Linked DNA regions of Mus musculus: regions 2 and 3 are each linked to region 1. The links are chromatin contacts, called in public HiChIP or PLAC-seq and promoter capture Hi-C maps. All regions are on one chromosome and are shown on one strand. The core of a region is the stretch at or near the end of the contact, and the rest is flanking DNA. Distances in the headings are between cores, read along the strand shown.

Evidence for each region. Promoter capture Hi-C pulls out the DNA fragments that hold promoters and counts their contacts. HiChIP or PLAC-seq counts read pairs in DNA pulled down with a chosen protein or histone mark.
Region 2: a contact with region 1 is called in an H3K4me3 HiChIP or PLAC-seq map of bone marrow-derived macrophages, with 3 times the contacts expected there. The contact joins the enhancer-like site here to the promoter of Wdr37 in region 1. A contact is called at or near these places in 3 of 39 promoter capture datasets (the HPC-7 cell line, liver and pre-B cells), 1 of 484 Hi-C or Micro-C datasets (the HPC-7 cell line), 4 of 115 datasets of contacts at active chromatin or transcription factors (bone marrow-derived dendritic cells, bone marrow-derived macrophages, embryonic stem cells and 1 more) and 2 of 9 other capture datasets (liver and macrophages).
Region 3: a promoter capture Hi-C map of neural stem cells shows a contact between it and region 1. The contact joins the promoter of Adarb2 here to the promoter of Wdr37 in region 1. A contact is called at or near these places in 2 of 39 promoter capture datasets (hippocampal neurons and neural stem cells) and 1 of 115 datasets of contacts at active chromatin or transcription factors (embryonic forebrain).

The regions. Positions count from the first base shown.
Region 1 is chr13:8,869,134-8,872,878 of GRCm38.p6, reverse strand. Wdr37 (WD repeat domain 37) reads left to right here and starts at 1,835. Exons shown (of 14, transcript NM_172445.3): 1 at 1,835-2,009.
Region 2 is chr13:9,453,098-9,456,832 of GRCm38.p6, reverse strand. All of the region lies in intron 1 of Dip2c (disco interacting protein 2 homolog C), which reads right to left. Among named protein-coding and RNA genes, the nearest start is that of Dip2c, 180 kb to the right of the region's middle. Within about 2 kb of position 2,287, at least 18 of the 459 cell types and tissues checked have an H3K27ac peak or open chromatin away from gene starts, as enhancers often do. A contact at or near this core is called in bone marrow-derived macrophages, where this site is marked.
Region 3 is chr13:8,200,559-8,204,484 of GRCm38.p6, reverse strand. Adarb2 (adenosine deaminase, RNA-specific, B2) reads right to left here and starts at 1,619. Exons shown (of 10, transcript NM_052977.5): 1 at 1,165-1,619. The coding sequence starts at 1,264.

The sequences.
Region 1 (3,745 bases), core at 586-3,085:
GCAGACATGGTACTGCAGGAGGAGCTGAGAGTTCTACTTCTTGATCTGAAAGCAGTAGGAGACTGAGACTCACTTGCCAGACTTGACCTTCTGAGACCTTAAAGACTGCTCTCAGGCACACACTTCCTCCAGCAACATCCCACCTACTCCAGCAAGGCAACATCTCCTAATAATGCCACTCCCTCTAGGCCTATGGGGGCCATTTTATTAAAACCACCACGCTTTGTTTTTTTTTTTTTTTTGGTGGAACTCTAAATATACCAAAGATAAAATGTACTTCCATTAAAAGTATCTTAAGTGGCACCCAAATGTGGCTGCTTTGTTGCAAACTTAGTGGAATGCTACTTGGATATGGAACTATGCTTTACAGTACTTTCTGCTGGCTATCATTAACAGCAGAATGTCTTATGCATTCTTTGTTACTAGTTAAAATTTTCTTAAATAAATATCACAGCCTCCAAATTTGACAGTGATTTCTCTGAGAAGCCAAATCTTTTTTTTCTCAGTTCATATTTATAGACTGTTACTAGTGATAAGCTTTGTATACTATATTTTTTTTAAAAAAAGATTTATTTATTTATTTTATGTATACAAGTACACTCTAGCTGTACAGATGGTTGTGAACCACCATGTGGTTGCTGGGGTTTGAACTCAGTTTAAGAGCAGTCAGAGCTCTTAACCATTGAGCTATCTCTCCAGCCCCCTGAATATTATACTTGATACACAAGTAACCCACAATTTCTTGTACAGAATGTTTTGGTTATTCGAGTCTCCAAATACGATAAATTTATTTCTTCTCCAGCAAACATCTTGCATTACTGCTTCTTGAATCTGAACCTTCAGTTTTATCTTATAGGAAGAATGTTGACCCATATAGAAGGAAAATACTATCATGCTTTTACTGTAGGTGAGTTTTAAACATCTAGTTCAAGTTGCTCGCAGAGACAAGGCTGTTTATGTAACAGCTCCATTCTGCTATGTAGGTCTTCCCAACCCTGATTAACGGGGAAAAGCGGCTCAAGTCCCACCTTTTGCAGTGAACAGCTGATTCTATTTTCCCCTCTTAGCCAATGGTGATCAGATATTTCAGAAGGAAACTGGGTGAGTCATCTTCTGCAGATAAGCTGAAATATTAATAGTTCTATCTCTACCAGGCTCTCCTGCAGCCAGCTAGCAAGACTCCCACTGAGCCCTGCCTGAGGAGCCATTCCTAGCAGATCAGCCTGTAAAGCAGTTGGATTTGAGAGATTCTGAAAGCGATTACGTTAAATAGTACACTCGACTTTGCATTTTAATAGATTATTTTTCTTACCAGTTTTTGGGCTGTGCGAGTGTTTAGGACAGATGGACTTAAAACCTGCCTGACCGTGGACCCCTCACCGGAATCCCTGCAGTGGTAAGTACCCACGGTCCGGGAGGCTGTGTGTGCTTCTCCCTGTTACCGACGCTACAGGGTCTCGGGGAGCAATTCGTGCAAGGATCGCGTGTACCGTTAGTGTGTGGTGCAGAATTTGGGGTCTAGCAGTGCCTGTAAGCACCTTGGGAAAGCTCCTAACAGGGAAAGCGCTGAGCCTACTTGCGCCACCAGGGGACGCCATACTCGTTCTGCAGTCACTCGCTGGGTCTTGGCTCAGCGCGCTGCTAGGCCATAGTTTAGGTCTCCAGGACCCGGCGTCAAAGCCGAAAGCCAAAACAGGAGACTATCCCGCGGAACAAGCCTGTGGGACTGAGCGAAGGAGACCAGGAAAGAACTTCCGCAGCCGTTGGGCATGGGGCGGAGCTTCCGGTCTGTTTTTTTTTTTTTAAGGACCATCTCTGAGGGCGGGACTTCCGCAGTTACCGGAAGTACGGGCGCGCCAGTTCGGGTCGCCGGGTTGTGTCAGTGCGGGAATCGGCCGGTTTTTTTTCCTGCTCTGGGTCTGCCTCGGGAGCCTCGTCGCGGGGGGATCTACGAATTGAGTGCGACGTAGGCTGGTTCCAGGCGGACGCGAGTGCTGCTGCTGTGACAGGTGACGCCATCTTCTCAGCTGTCTGGCTTGGCATCCTTCTCGGGCGCTCGGGGGATGTCAGGTGTCCGGGTGGCGGTGGGGACGAGGCTTCGAGGTGGATGAAGGATACAGTCCTAATCCTGCGCACTCTCTCTGGCTCCCTGTGTACTCAAGTGGCGTCTACCTGGCTGTCTGTGTCCCGTGGGAAGCCCAGAGTTTTCGAAGATGGTGGCCTTCGATCCCGCAAAGACGGGGTATGGCCTCTGGGAAGGAGGAAGGGTGGGGGGCGGAGATGGGGTAAGCAGATGCTGAAGTGGTAAAACCCCGCCACGCCTTTGTTTCTCTTTCTGAAGACTTCCTTTTCTTCCCCGTACACTTCTATTTCCTAAGTTTTAAGGCATCATAATGGGCCAGTTTTACCAAAAAGTTGCATAAATATGCCATTTCACTTCGCGAGCAGACATAACCGAACGATTGATCAGGTTCTTAGAGGTTTTATCATCTAACTTGAACTCTTCGATGTTTCTTGTGCTTGAAGACGAGGACCGTTAGCTCTACACCACTCACTCTCTTGCCCGGATGTAGATTGCTAGGCAGTTTCTTTGAAGTTCAGATGGGTTTTCTTTACATTGCTTATTGTGGCCTACAAAGTATGCCATCAAAGCGGTACTGAAACCTTTTTACCTCTAAGCAGTACACCTGGTGATAATAAGCCTCCAGGATACTTCTCCCTTTTCTAAGAAATCTTCTATTATGCTACCTTCCTTGCTGTTTTGGTTACTTTGCCGATCACATTTTCAAGTGTTTGTAAATTCTCTTTGACACCTAAGCCACATACTTGAGCATAGTATATATAAATATAACCTGACCAAAGTAAGTAGAGGCCTTCTATTAGTGTTGCCCATAGGAGACGCAGAGCAGTGGCCAGTGGCCACATGAAATAACAGTGTGACCTTGATGTTTATGACAGCTACGTTTTTGCAGTGTATATCAAGCCTTCTTGCATAAATTTCTGGACACAGGACCTAAGTATGCTTCCTTTGGTTTTCTTACTCTGAGATGTTACTTCCTTTAGTATAGGTACGTTGGTCTGTTATCTTACTTTGCCCTTGATTTGAGGTAAAATCCTTGGGGTTGGGTATTTCCCCCAGCAGTGATACTAAGAGTTTTGTTAGTTGTCCTGTCCTGATTTATTCAAAGAAAGATATGCTTTCTAGATTTGAATTTCTTTTTTGGTTATTGAGAAAAAAATTCTTGGTGGTAGCTTATTTAATTACTGATGCCTGTCAGCTCAGTGCCATCCTTAGACTCGATAAGTGTGCATCATTTGCCTTCATCTCATCAGTGACAGAACATTTTAAGTAACTTAATTCTGGTGACAGATTTCCAAGGTTGCGTGTAGAGACCATTCTCTTTTCTGTTACTGGTTAGATATTGCATTGATTCAGCCCTCTAGAAGTTAATTTTAAAAGTACTATTACAATCAACACTTAAAATATTAATATTATTAATACCTTTATTGAACTTTTGGAGGTTCAGTGACATTTTATAGTTTATACTACCATCTGCAAATTATATAACCATCTTTTTAATGTATAACTAACATTTTTGGGATAAACCGGGTATTTATTTTGAAATAAATCAGTTTTTTCTTGTTGAAAGAAAATTAAAATTCTTCCTCCAAAGTATGAAATAGAGAGTAATGTTTTATATTATCTCAAATAAAAGCATACATTGTTTGTTGTATTGCTTATAAA
Region 2 (3,735 bases), core at 1,038-3,537, 580 kb before region 1:
GTTACTAAAATGCAGACCTAATAAAAATATTCCTTTACTGCTATGTGCTGGGATTACAGACAGACCTGAGCCATCATTCCTGGATCCAGAACTAAATTTTTGACTGTAAGTTTTATAAAAGACAGAAGAAATACCTCAGGCCTACCAGACTGGATTCATCTTTTGAATCTCATAAATGAAAATACACTTGTGATAATCACTTGAACAAAACAGGTGAAATCTACATATCCCCCCATACAGTGAGTGAGCCTATTACAGAAGAGTCCTCCCAGCTGTGAAAGCAAAGGAGCCAGGGACCGGACACTCCTGAAGACTTTGGCTGCTTCCATGGGACTGCAGCAATAAACCACATTAAGCATCTTGCTACCTACTTTAGGCAAAAGTTACAGCAACAGATATCTTGCTTTGTGGACATGCTGGGAACCAATGAGTGCACCCACCTAGCTATACCATTTAATCTTCATTATAGTGGATATTAAGTTCTTAGAGGAGATAAACACTGAGTCATTTGTCTTGATTCTGAGGCAGAATTTCCTGGAGGGGAGTAAATTCAGTGCCCTCAAACCCCAGCTCAAATTCCAACCCCTCTGGTTCTACATCTAGGAATCTGCATCCCCAAGATGCTGCTGCCAGAAGCTCTGACAGAGGTTGCAGGAGGCAGAGTGAACACTCCCACACACTACCGCCCTCCCAGCAGCACCTGGTATACTGATTCCCCCTTAATTGCCTGTACCACTCTGTTGAGCTCCTACTCTCTTTGCTTGTGTGCACTCAACTTATAAATAGAATCAATGGAAAATTGAATGCAGAAATTCTGTAAGTTTATAATAGAGAATTTACCTGAAATAGAACTACCTGGAACTGGGATTATCAAGAGCAGGAAAATGCAGTAGAACATACATCACAAACAGCTCTCTGCTGTTGGAGCAGTTAAGAGCCCTAGTTATCACCATTAACCTACAGCAATTTAGCTTCAACTTGTAAAGTTCACTAATGGGCATTAAGGGCAGGTTCTATGATTGTTTTATGCTAATAAAGTTTTATTTGTTGTATAAAACAAGTTACCTAAGTAAAAAGTCTACTTAGCATGGATATGTGAACATGTGTCTATTTATATGCTAATACAAAAGAAAAAAGCCTCGTGTTTTAAGTAATACCACTGTGAACATGATTAAATTTCCTTTTTATACAAACAGAAACTGCCTATTGCCCAGAACCAACATTAAATAGATATGTTATCATATCCATAATTTTCGAATCACATCTCCAGCTCTAACCACCAAACCAAAAACCATAGCATTTAATAAAAAAAAACTGATTTTTAAAAAAGCAGGTTTGCAACATTTTTCGAAATAACCATGCATTCTATCTCAATACTCCTTCATACAGCCATCATTGGAAAGAGAATCCCATTGGTCTTGCAAACTTTATATGCCTCAGTATAGGGGAACACCAGGGCCAAGAAGTGGGGGTGGGTGGGTAGGGGAGTGGGGTGGGAGGGTATAGGGGACTTTTGGCATAACACTGGAAATGTAAATGAAGAAAATACCTAATTAAAAAAAAAAAAGCAGGTTTGCAACATTTTTTGAAATAACCCTGCATTCTATCTCAATACTCCTTCATACAATTCATGTCAAGTGAGAATATTCTATCATGTCAAGAATCTAACAATAAAGCTTTGACTATTTCTACATGAGTAATTTTCCAAAGGCATTTCATTTCATGTCAATACCTAAACTTTGAAACTTTCATTCTTGAGTAGGTCATGACTCCTGACTTTCCAAATCCCCCAGGAGTACCATCTCCCCAGGAAGTCAGCACAATGCTCTGATGCTCTGAGGTGTGACTCATTCAAGTAGCTCAAATAGCACTGTGTCAAGTGACATTGTGTCAAGTGAAGGTCTCAGACACTAGGTTCTAACACTGTCCAGCTGGAGGAAACAAATAACTTCCCCATAAATATCTCTTTAAGAAGGATAGTCTTGGGATACCTAGAAAGGAGGAAGGCCATAGAGAGCAGGGATTAGACTTCGTAATGCAAGTCAGTGGGGCAATGAAAGGGTCCACTGACAGGCAGGCATCCTGTCAATAATAATCTACCACGGCATGAGGATCCAACCGAAGTGCTGTCAACTCCCTACTTCCAGTCCTCTGATCCCGTGAAGCCTGGATTCTTTTGCACCTTTGTAGCCTTCACCCAGCTCACAGCTCAGCTCACAATGACCTCTGAGCTCTTAGTTCTAGTGAACCCAGACTTGACCTCAAAATGCTTCCCCTTCTGGAATTCTCAGTGGGTTGCTTTGCTATGCACATAAAACAGCTGATTGGTCAGAATCAGTTCCTACTCTGTTGGCCAGCATAGCTAAAACTATGGGAAGCTCTGCCACACTCAGCTCAGGAATTCTTATTTCCTTATCTCTATCGCTACCTTTATAAACTTTAGCATGCTTTCTAATTTTAGTGTGACTTTTGAAAAGAAGAATTTTAAAAAGAAAATTTTTAAATATCATGCTACACTTGCTTTTTTCCCCCTAAATATTCAAATACTAGCAGAGATTTACTGGAAGTAACTTCCACAGAATAGAATTCTACAAATACTCTATATACTAGCAAATTAATAACTACATAGATATACATACAAGGAGAACTATAGAACACAATGGTTAAACCAATTTAAGAAACATACATGTTTCTTGCTCTTCTAAAACTGGTATACAATCCAGGCTAATCTTCACAGCAGAATTCAGCAAGAAGATTAAATCAACTTTGAAAGAAAAAGATAGCATGCCACAGTATATTCGATCACTTCTTCCCATTCCTATCCACTAAACCAACTGTAAGAGATGTCAGAGGGTCATCAAAACCTACTACCTACCCAGCGATCTAAGGAAATAGTGCTTGCATATAAGCATGAGGACCTCAATTCACATCCCCAACACCCACTTTAAGGCAGGCACAGTGATGGGTCTTCATGGTATTAGGGATAACAGAGTCAGAAGAGTCCCTGGGACTTTCTGCTTACACAGTCTAGCCAACAGTGAGCTCCAGGTTCAATGATAGACTGTCTCAAAAAAATAAGATAGAAGGATAGAAAAAAAAAAAAAACACCCCACCAGTTAAAAGCACTTGCTACTCCCTCCAGAAGACTGGAATTCAATTTGTAACACCCACATCAAAGCTTACAACACTTAACTCCAGTCCTAGGGGGTCAGGCTTCTTTTGGCCTCCATATGCACACAGTGGACACACATTCAGGCAAATACACACACACACACACACACACACACACACACACACACACAAACACACAAAATTTAATTTACATATTATATATGGAACATACATAGTATTACATATTTATATATATGTAAAAAATTTATCTTTCTCCCTCTCCCTTTCTCCCTCTCTCCCAGTGAGTGAGTGGGGAACACATCTGAGGATTATCTATGATCTCCATACTCATACATGTGGGTATGTACACATCACTGTGCCATCTTCCAATGCATGACTAATTCTTTATTCCTAAGAATTTGATGGCTCTGGTGGTTAAACCTTCCATCCAAGCTCTTTCTTATCCCTACCAGCATCAGCAGAGCTTTCTACATCCGACCACACAAATCACAAGAGTATTCTGCTCTGACCTTGGGAATTCGAGGAAGGAGTTTGTATCTTTGGATAACCTTATAGAGCAGAGTCATGACCTATAACATGCCCCATAAACAATTTTCATAGAAA
Region 3 (3,926 bases), core at 370-2,869, 670 kb after region 1:
TCTAACATATCTAATCTATAGACAGATATTCTAAGAGGGTTACTACAACTACCCTGTGTATCCTGCATGAGCACAATTTTTAAAAGTCAATTCGCTAAGTTGTGTCCGTTCTGCATAACACTACGAACATTTTAAAAACTAGAGAAAACCAAAACACCTTTCAGATACTGGTAAGAACACTGAACTTCTACAAACTCACAAAGAACTAGCATCAATGCAAGCCCCTCTCTGAGAAAGAAGGGACAACTTTGGAATCATCTTTTATCCTTCTGTGCATATGAGCTAAAGATGCATTCTAGGGCACTGCTTACCACGCTGGAGGAATTGCTAATTTGACACAAATCCTTGCGTGAAAGCCCTGCGCTTGTGGTGACATTGACTAAGTTATGTGAACTCATTTCCAGCAACATTAGTAACAAGGCACCGCCTGAGTTTGTCAGCTGCAACCTGCCACCCGGTTCCCTCTTCTTTTCTGGTTTGCAAGATGTAATTTTCTTTCTTTTTTTGCTACCAGTAAGACACAGCATTCGTTTCTTTTTAGGCAGTAATTTCTGCAAGGACGTGTTTTGTCCTCTTTGTCTATGCCAGTGTTTACATGGCCACTGGATATCTCACTAAGGAAAAAAAAAAATAAGCCAATCAATTTGGGAAGGCAATTGCCAGGGTTTTGCCCTCTTTTTTCCTCTGAGACAATTTGGATGGGAGGAGCTGGGACGAGAGCTCTTTCCCTTTTTTATGTGTGTTGGCTTAAGTGAGTGTTTCTTTTGGCACCCTGTGATACTGTTGGCTCCAAGTGTGTCTAAGTGCCAGCCTTGGGTCTCCTGTAGGGACGGTGGTACCCAGGATACAAGCATCAGAGGATGGATGCTCCTCAGCTCAGCCCTCTCTGCTCTCTTCCCAGTGTCTCCTGCCAAACATTTTCCGCTGAGCAGCTGGCTGGCTCGCTGTAATTTCCTGGCTTGAGGAAAGCCCCCAGGCTATTTACAAAGAGATTTGAACTCACAAGTGCCCTACTCAAGGTGGACATCCCAGAAGCATCCTAAAGTGAAGACAAGAGAAAACCTACAAGCGGCCACCGAGATCTGAGGAAGGACGAGGGGGAGAGACAGGGGAGAGTTGCAGCGGGCACCAGCACCGGGAGCGCTCACAGAGCGAGCTTCTTACCTTTCCTCTTGGACCTCCTCCTCCTCCTCCTCTTGGACTTGCATTTGAGTTGACTGCTTAGCCCTCCAGACCCTCTGCCACTCCCCAGGACAGATGCCATGCCAGTTGGGAGACCCAGAGAGGAGCTGGTCCTTCAGCAATTTCACCTTTCTTAGTCTTGCTGCTGCGGCCGCAGTCGGGAGTGTTTCTGGTTTTGCAAATCAAGTCTCAGGCTCACTTTTTAGGACTGGTCTCCTCAGCAAGCACCTTCTCTATAATTGCCCGTCCCTTGGTTCCGGATGAGCTGGAAGCCTCGGGTGCACGCTGGAAAGCTGAACCCTTCCTTAGGCTGAAAGCTCTGGGAAAGATTCTCCCGCGCGTCCTGAGCGCCCTGGAGCTCTCTCCTCTTCGTCTGGGCTCCAGAAGCAGAGCTGCTACTTTTGCGCCTCTGCGAGTTGTTTGGCACCATCCACTTTAAAGCCAATCATGCAGGGAGCTCGTCTATTTGCTGCCGCAAAGTCTAATTAGATCCAATCACAACTGTCTTCTGGCTCTGACATCAGCAGCACCAGCTCTACCGCCTCTGGTAGCTTGCAAACTCAGCTCCCATTCGGTTGGATGGAGCCGCCCAGGAGAAAGGAAGGTTTCAGAGGAAGCCACAATCACACCGAACTGGTTTTACTGGGAGAAGTCCAGCGGGGCAGTTTGCAGGAGGGTGACTACCTGGGATGTCAAGGCTTCTTGCTGCAACCACTTGATAGGCTCAAAACACGCAGGGACCGATTTCTCAAACCTAGCAGTTTTTAACTAGTTAACTTACTAAGATGCTCATTGTCTGGAGAGGGAAGGATCTCTCCCTGTTCAGGACTTCACTTCAGAAATACGCTGAGATTTCTAAGTGCCAAAGAGACAACCTCTTTAGGGATTGTTTACTCAGAGACCGGCGCTTCTGTCTGTTTGCATGATTGTTATGCTCAGTTCCCACTTCACCTCCCTTTCATATCCCAAGGCTGTTCCTTTAGGAAAAGGAACATGCATCAAAAAGCATGCTAGGGTTTCATCCGAATGTTATAGAGAGGGGATCCTCCTGGTGTTTGATTCACTGAAGGAAGAACAATCACAGGAGAGACCAGGAGAGAGAAGAGGAGGGGAGAGTGGGAAAGGAGAGAGGGAGGGAGGAAGGAAGGGAGAGAGAGAGAGAGGGAGGGAGGGAGGAAGGTGAGGGAGAGAGGGCGGGATGGAGGGAGAGAGGGAGGGAGGGAGGGAGGGAGGGAGGGAGGGAGGGAGGGAGGGAGGAAGGTGAGGGAGAGAGGGCGGGATGGAGGGAGAGAGGGAGGGAAGGAGGGAGGAAGGTGAGGGAGAGAGGGTGGGATGGAGGGTGAGAGGGAGGGAGGGAGGGAGGAAGGAAATGACAGAAGGAGGGAGGAAGATAGTCTATAGAAATTGTTACATTTACATAGAGAATGTAATGTTGAGGAAGAAGTGGCCTGCAAATTAAAATTGATGTTAAACCATTTTATTTTCAGGGATATACTAGGTTTCAATGACTGATTCCCAGACTCTGACATAAGACTTAAGAAGAAGAATATCTTCCAGCAACCATTCTGGCATCTTGTATTTAAATCATCAATTGTTAATCATCATAAGTTTGGTTTGATAAACCACTCTAAAGTTCACTCTAAAGTTCAGTGGGATGATTTAAGAGGAGGACATGAAAACTGTTTTGTTTCTGTGGTTTCCTCATTTCCATATTTCCTTTTTCAAGCTCCTTATGGGCCTGAGTATTTTCATAGTGTTTCTCTTATGTAAGAAATAATTCTCCCAGGGAACATTGGAAGTAATTAGGCTGTCCATGGATTGCTGCATTAGTGAGTGAGTGGTAAGGTCCTTGCTCAGCTTTGATTGATGACATATAGAGACAGTTGATTTTAAATTTTTTTGTTTTGTTTTTGTTTTTGTTTTTTCGAGACAGGGTTTCTCTGTGTAGCCCTGGTTGTCCTGGAACTCACTCTGTAGACCAGGCTGGCCTCTAACTCAGAAATCCATGTGCCTCTGCCTCCCAAGTGCTGGCATTAAAGGTGTGTGCCACCACTGCCAGGCTGATTTTAAATCTTAACTTCACCATTTATACTCATTTACTGAAACTGTACCTCAGTCTCCTCCTCTGTGAAATGGGGATATGAACCACCACCCCTCCATGAATCCATTCATCCCTTTCAGCTACTCTAGACCATAACTAGCAGACAACAATCACTCCTTGATTATTCATTTTATCCATGAATAATTTCAAGAGGCTTCTACAGGTAGGCCTTTGAGATAGAGAACCTGTGTTTTTTCTTTTCTTTTAGACTATTTGACTTCCTGGTTGAGATGTATTACTAAGGGATGGCTGCAGCCACATCAGTCTTTCTACTCTGGGTTGGGTTCAAGAGTTCCCTTCAAGCAACGTGAGTGCTCAGTGCTACTGCTGACCTCTCCTGAGCACCGAGAAAGCATGTGACACTGTCACGGACTGTACACATCAGAGGCTGAGGTTCTGTGGAAGTGCAGTGAGGGTTACTATAGTATAGAGATTTTGTGATGTACTTTGAGAAGAACAGACACTATGTTGGATTGTGATACATCAGATAATAACAAAACAAACCAGTCCTGCTCCAGGCTCAGAGACTGTTTGGAGATGAACTAAATAAACATGACATGAGGTCAACCCAGAGGCAACAAGCGCATTCATCACACACAGTAGCTGGGGTAATGCAGTACGTATATGACCAAAGGTGAAAATC